Regions from separate parts of the Zea mays genome. Here region 2 is linked to region 1. Evidence: chromatin contacts called from public Hi-C data. All regions are on one chromosome and are shown on one strand. Each heading gives the region's core, a stretch centred on a gene start, on an enhancer-like site or on the middle of the called end of the contact. The rest is flanking DNA. Distances are from core to core; before and after follow the strand shown.

What was found. Hi-C and Micro-C count contacts between places; a contact is called where the count stands out from the background.
Region 2: a Hi-C map of leaf shows a contact between it and region 1, with 9 times the contacts expected there. The contact joins the promoter of LOC100281371 here to the promoter of LOC103642932 in region 1. A contact is called at or near these places in 3 of 25 Hi-C or Micro-C datasets (bundle sheath, leaf and leaf mesophyll).

Annotation. Positions count from the first base shown.
Region 1 is chr1:198,210,753-198,214,450 of Zm-B73-REFERENCE-NAM-5.0, reverse strand. LOC103642932 (65-kDa microtubule-associated protein 8) reads right to left here and starts at 1,551. Exons shown (of 11, transcript NM_001322877.1): 1 at 1,287-1,551; 2 at 997-1,200; 3 at 658-903; 4 at 342-560; 5 at 1-48. The coding sequence starts at 1,370.
Region 2 is chr1:199,017,457-199,021,154 of Zm-B73-REFERENCE-NAM-5.0, reverse strand. It overlaps LOC100281371, which reads left to right and starts at 1,838. Exons shown (of 4, transcript NM_001154289.1): 1 at 1,838-2,465; 2 at 3,370-3,556; 3 at 3,643-3,698. The coding sequence starts at 2,253.

The sequences.
Region 1 (3,698 bases), core at 302-2,801:
ATCCAGAGTATTCCATAAGTTTGTTAATGCTTTTACAAGGTTTTGGAGCTACAAAAGAATACCCCTGCATTAGTAATAAGATATTAATGCAGTTCAAGATTCTCTCTCTTTTTCTTGAACATTCGCATGGTATATTTCCTGTTAGAACTAGCAACAGGAATAACTTGCTAATACTAACGTTATTAATGAGTATTCTCTTTATGCTATTCTTGAACTAAGTATTGTATTAGAATATTTTATTATCCCTGAGAACCTGAATGTATCCTCTGTTTTTCATGCTGCCGCTGAAGCGAATGGGGCTACTGGCTAAAATGGTTGGAACCACAAGGATGGCAAATCACCTTTTCCCTTCTATTGCTCTTCTCTTGTTTTAGCTGCTGAACAGTCATATTGAGCTTGTTAAGGATGTCATCACTGATATTCTTCGTCTGCTGCTCATTTGGTCCATCTAGCAACCTTGGGTGAACACTAGCAAGTATCTCTGAAGGATCCATTCCCATCACTTTCGCAAAATTGTGAATTAGAACTTTGTATTCTTCCACTTTGCAGAGGCGGTCACTCTGGAGGAAATAAACGAGATCAGATCCAGACGTGCTATAGCATTGTCTTACGACATCGCACGTTTATTATCAGGTGAAGGAGGCATGGCATGCGTACCTTTTCTCTCTTCAGCCTTCGCAATTCGCTTTGGAACTCCTCGAGCTTCTTTAGCGACAGGTCCTCTTCATTCACAGCGACAGCTCCACCCGCTAACCGTCCAGCGATTTCAGAAGCGATTCTGTGTGTTTCAGTCTGAACCTCCACGAACTGCTTTACTCTGGCGTCCTTTCTCATCTGCATTTCTTGTAGGGCGGGCGTGATGGAATTGAGCTGCTCCTTCAGGGTGCCTGCCATTTTCTCGGGCTGCAGAAATTCGTTTCCAGGTTAGCTTCCAGTTGTTCCCTGTTGGATATGGATAAATAAATATGACGATACCCGCGAGATCAGGGTGTTTACTCGTGCCGGGAACGATCTTTCTCCGAGGGATAGCAGCAGGTTGGTAAATTCAGCCTCGGATTCAGCTAAGGCTTGGTGCAGCTGGATCCTGGACATGTTGGCACTGTTTACTTTTCTTCGGTAAACTTCCTGGCACTCCTGCTCGAGCTCTTCGAGTATTCTCTCCCTTTCGCTCTGCTCTTGCCCAACTTCATCCCATATCATCTAAGAACCAATGCAGAGTTCAGTAAGAACTGAACAGATATATATTCTTTTTTTTTTGTTGTTGTTGTTGGAAAAGCTCTGCGTACCTTGAGTTCTTGAAGCAAGTATGCACATGAAGACTCTGGCAACGCAGCGCCGGGAGCTTTTTCAGCCATACTGAGTGATCCCATCTCTCGGACCTGACAAACTCAGAGCAGAAATTGCTCGGCCGAGTTCAGCTGCGCGCGGTACGTTACATGCTTAGAGGTGGTGGCCGTGGAGGGCATGGATTTAGCATGTGTATGTGACAGGAAAGCTGCGAAATACAGTGGTGGCTGCTGCTGCTAGTGGCTTTAGATGCTGGTTTTGCTTGCAAGACACGTAGCATATTTGTGGTGTGGTTGGTGTTCGCCATGAGAGCATGCATGGCCTCTCTCTCTCTCTCTACTCTAGCTGATCTGGTGGCATCTTGAAATTTTAATCAATAGTAACAGCAGCCTTAGTGACGATAATAATTAATTCTGGAGGAAAGTTGGGAAGGTCTCGTCTCTCTCTGAGACGTTTCTCCTTTTCACTCATTCATGTGCTACTAATGATAATGAAACTGAAACAAAAAGATGGGTGTGCTATATCACGCTGATGGCTGCGCTGCATCTTCAGCGGATTGAATTCTGGCGCGAGCTGAGCTCTCCAGCTGAAGCCGCACGCTACTGGAGTAATGGATGGGTGCCGCTTTTGTTCAGCTTTACTGGACATGTGCGCCCTTTGGAGGGCGACATGCCTTTTTTTTTTGGCCACTAGCTGGTTGATCTGAAAGTAACAGAGCCATTTTTTTGGGCCAATAGGCGGTTGCCGGCAGGCCTCTGTGAGCTTTGAAACTTCCGTGTTCTTGCTTGTTCCTAACCACGAGACTGAGAGCATCCCAATATTCTGGACTCAGAGCATGGCGTTCGAATCTGGTTTTACCTTTTATTTTAATTTTTATTATTATTATGGCATCGATGTTGCTTATCTGAATTCAAGCTTGTGCATGGTGACAAGGGCATCCTAGCATCATGCTGTGTGTGCCTCGTGTTGGCATGTCAACGTTGCGAGGGCAAGATGGCATGTCAGCGAGAGGTATAGCAACCTGCCATCTTACCGTAGTACCTTGTCCCGGTGGCCGAGAGTTTAGAGCCCAAGATGGTTGCCGTATCGGTATCGACCATCACACGTTGCTCTGGTTTTTCCTGCGAAAATGGGCTCAGAATCAGATGGAATGAAACATCAAACGAAAAAATAAAAAAAGTCTCGTCTTCCTCTTCCGTTTGTTAGTCGAGATTAACCTGTGATCAAGCAACAACTCACACTCACAGGAGTTGCCTCCTCGCTCAGGGGAGAAAGCACTACAGGTAAAAGTCTTTGATTTAGCATGCAACAGCAGTTCAGGGGGTCAGAGTGTGATTATGAGCCTCGGCGAGCAATGACTTCACTTCTCTAAATCTGCATGTAAACTTTTGAAGATGGGCATTCTTTTATTGGAGTCTTTCTGAATGGAGTGGTGAAATCATGTGGCAGATGCACCAGATACATAGATATACTCCTGCAGGGTACGAACTTTGGCCACAATACCCATCCTAGAAAAAATTAGGAGGAGGAAATTAGATAATTTAGTATTAGCTAAGCTAGAACGCCTGTAGTGGTAAGTTACTGAAGATAACGCATCACACTTCCTCTAAGACATTCTAGAAGTGGCACGCCATAAAGTGTACGTCCTACTCCAAATATGCACGCAAACAATAGAATAAGGACTTTGGAATGATTCAGATGATATGGTGCAAATGTTGACAATAATTTTATCCCTACGGTACTTGTGACTAATGAGGACCCTAAACCCAGGTTCATGCTAGAGTGTGAGAAGCGCTCATATTAGGTTAAATGGAAAGAAGTAATAGATATAGAACTGTGCTCACTTACAAAGAAGCAAGGATTCGGCCCTATCAGCCACACACTCCCTAGAGTTATCCTAGTTGCCTTCAAATGGGTGTTCGTTGGAAAGTGGGTTGCAGACAATATGGTGGTCAGATAAAACCGATGATTGTAGCACAAGTGTTCACGCAGAAACCCAACATCGATTACAATGTTCTTCTCCTTGCGTGTTCATTGAAAAATCTTATAAGAGTTTTTGTTTCATTTTGGTCTACATTGATGATCTAGATATCATAAGATACGTGGGGAATATTGATGAGGCTACCGTCCATCTTAAGACAGAATTTGAAAATTGAAAGAATTGGAGAAAACCAAGCTTTGTTTGGGCCTACATATCGAGCATTTCTCTGAAAGAATATTTGTACACTAGTCAACCTATAGCTAGGTTTCTGAAATATTTAATGTGATCAAAACGCACCCTTTAAAGATTAATATCCCTTGAGAATGATAATGGCACTTTTAGACCAAGGAGTAATGATGAGGAATCATTGGGATATGGAGTTTCTTACCATAACGTGATTGGAGCACTGATGTATCTTACGAATTGCACT
Region 2 (3,698 bases), core at 589-3,088, 810 kb before region 1:
AGGGGATACGTCGTGTCCGACGTAGGTAGAGTAGCTCACAGAGTCACAGCGGTGCGTACCACGTTTGTCGTTCGTACATGCAGGCCGTCGTTTTTTTATACTCCCTCCGTTTCTTTTTATTTGTCGCTGGATAGTGTAAAATTGCACTATCCAGCGACAAATAAAAAGAAACAGAGGGAGTATTTTTTTAAAAAAATTATGTTTGAGTCCTCGATGCGACTATATGGAACTGTAACCCGTTTTTAGCCCTCGTATGGTACGACACCAAGATTAAATGCTCGGACGTACCAACCTCGTTGTGTAGTGCGGCTAGTAGAGATGTAAATGATACAGAAATTACCTGTCAGATATTTGAATTCGATTAGTATAAAATGGTTGTGATCCGATCTGTATTTCGAGTTTAGGGTATTCAACATCTAATCTATATCCATGTGCTCAAAGTTGGATATTTACGCGATGTCAATATCCATTCAAATTGTATTTAGTTGTAGCCATGTATTTATCTGTCCTACATCATAGCATATACTTTACATTATGTCTTGTACAATTGTTAAAATAAATTGCTAAAAATAATTAATATGTCATGTGAAAAAATTGCCAAAGTTTTCCCAATTTCCATAGCATCCGTCATAAAAATGTCATGAATATAACATATAGACACATATAAACAAAATATCATCTACATTACAATAGTCCATACTTGCAGAAGAGAGCATCTCGTATAGTATCCCAATAGTCCATGACATTTATGCAATCGAATGAATTAGTGTATTGAAGTTTGAAAGTCCAAATAAAATATATCCAGGTTTTAAAACCATTACTCTCTCTCAATGTCTCCTAGACTTACCACTTTCCTTGTTAGCGCATGTAACCCATTTAATATAGTGTCGAGACCGACTCTTCACGAAGAGTCTGTCTTTACACGACTCTCCAAACATATTGTTTCTTAACTCTATTTATAGTCTAGTGTCTTAGGGTTGTATCATGCGATCTCTTAAGTTTTTTTGTATTTAGAAAGCCTAACCTTGTCTCAGGGTTCTACATTCCTCTAGTGTTGGTGACCAGAGTGTAAGTGCTAGGAAGACAATGATGTCTGTGTGTTGGCTTCTGTGTGTGCTCGCTGTCAAGATTGGGTCGAAGGTGCATCCTATCCTATAGCTGAGACGTTTCAATCTAAATTATCACTCAACTACTAAAATCAAATAAAAATAAGGATCCTTAGTTAGGCTCTGATTGTTTTGAATTATAATCGGACTAGATTATATGATCTAACAATTTTTAAACTAAAGATTACTTTAAAATTTGTTAGACTATATTATCTGGATATATTATAATCCCAGACAAATACACTCTTATGACTAGTTTGGAAACTACATTTTCTAAAGGGATTTTTAATTCTCTTGGAAAAATAAAATTCCTTAAAAAATGATGTCCAAAACTAGCCGTTAGCACTGTAAAATTCTAGTTTTTTGGATATAGGGAAATTCAGAAAACGGGCGTTCCACTACGTGCAGGATCAGTTTTCTCTGACCTGCTGCTGCTGAAATCAGCGGTCAGTAAAAGCTGACGCCTGCAGAAAATGCCCCATATTGCTGCTGGACGCCTTCTACATTTGGGCCTGTATAATGCGGTGGTAGGCCCAACGTTTAGGCCGCAGGCCTGGTTGCCAAAGCCAGAGACGGAGACGGAGAGGGGCCTAGAGCCCATCTCGCGTCGAACAATGGGAAAGAACTCCTTCCTTCACAGTTCACGCGGACGGATATCTCGTCTCGGTCAGTTCGCTTCGTGAGTTATCTTTATCTCCTCTCGATCGATCGCTTCCTCCATCGAGGCGGTAAAGCGCCGCCCAGATCGCCGGAAGCAAGCGGCGACCTCACCAGCTCCGAGCAGCAGCAGGTACGAGTCTATACTCCACTTCCTCTCCGTCTCACCCCGACTGGCGATTTCTTGCATAGGGCTTGCGGCCCCGGTCAGATCTTGCTCCGGCACTCGCTGCCAGCCTGATCGGAGCCTGGAGTCGCAGGGTGGGAGCGGACTCCATTCAACGGAATCTTCCCCTATGGTGGCTGCTGCTGTGCGTTACCGGCCAGCCGCGTGCCCAGTTTACTCCCGTCCGGTCTATCCCGTTCCTCAGCCGATTCCGCCCACCCGAACCGTGACCACCTGATCTTTTCCTATGCCCATGCTGATCGTTTGGGGATTCGTCTCTGCAGGGAGGCTCGTGGAACCATTAGTCGTTTTCTGGCAGCGGCATGGAGGGGCTGAGCTGGAGAACGGTGTGTTGTTTATCGGTGCTCTGTGCCGTGCTGTTCTTGCGCCCGGCCGAGGGCATCCGCTTCGTGATCGATAGGGAAGAGTGCTTCTCGCATAACGTGGAATACGAGGGGGATACTGTCCATGTATCCTTCGTCGTCATCAAGGCTGACACCCCGTGGCATTACAGCGAGGAGGGCGTCGATCTTGTGGTAAGGGACTACTGGTTCGGTCTGAGCCTATCTGCTTCTGACAGAAATCTTAAATTATGTATATTGATTGATGCATTCTTGGGTCGTATCTACGACTATTTAGGCCTTGTTCGGTTATTCTAATTACATGTGGATTGGAGTGTATTAGAATGGATTGAGATGAAATTTGACTTGCTATGGATTTAAACCGACTCAATATCACTCAATCCACATGGATTAACAGTGAACGAAAGCCTTTAGGGCGCAACGATGAAGTGATGAACTAATAATTCAACAAAATTACATATGCACCTATGCTACTATTTAAAGGGTCTGCATCATTGATTATGGATGTGAAAGAAATATACGTTGGAATGCCCAATTGATCATATGGGGATTATATTGCTACAGTCCAATTATGGGATGGAAGGAATGTGGTGTGGGGTTTTGAGCACAGGACATGATCTGTGGAACTTAATAGCCTTAACTAAAGCTGTTTGTTGCATCTTTTTCTGACTGGTATCTAACATAATCTGAAGTCTAAGGGTTTGAATTATGTAGATGTAAGGTATTCAATTTGTGTAATGAAGAAAAAAGAAACCTCTAATTATATTTGTTACTTTTTAATGTTAATCTTTAATAACTAATGGGTCCGTCAACAAATTAGTTGGCTGGTGACAGCTTCAACTTTGAACTCCTGTTGCTCTCTTAACTTTATCGGATTTTTCAACTCCTGTCCTTATTTTCTTTTGCTGCAACAAAGCTTTGATGGATCAGACAGTTTGACTTAGTAAGCTCATTAACTAGTCTTGTTTGGTGCTTGTTGGGCTCATTAACACAAGCACTGTAGAACCTTTCCTCGATTTATAGTTTTTCCTTGTTTTACCTAGCGTTCCAACTGTAACGCCATCTTGACTAATGACAGGTTAAGGATCCTAATGGCGCTCAAGTCCGTGATTCCCGAGATAAGACTAGTGACAAGTTTGAGTTCATAGTTCAGAAGAGAGGCGTCCATCGCTTCTGCTTCACGAACAAATCCCCATATCACGAAACGATAGACTTCGATGTTCATGTTGGCCATTTTTCATATTTCGAGCAGCATGCCAAAGATGGTAAGAATATAAGGATTTCTAAAGTTCTATTAACTTCGGCTAGCAAAAACTTTGCACTGAACTCCTGTTTCCTGAATGTGGCGCAGAGCATTTTGCACCACTTTTTGAGCAAATAGGCAAGTTGGATGAGGCACTTTACAAT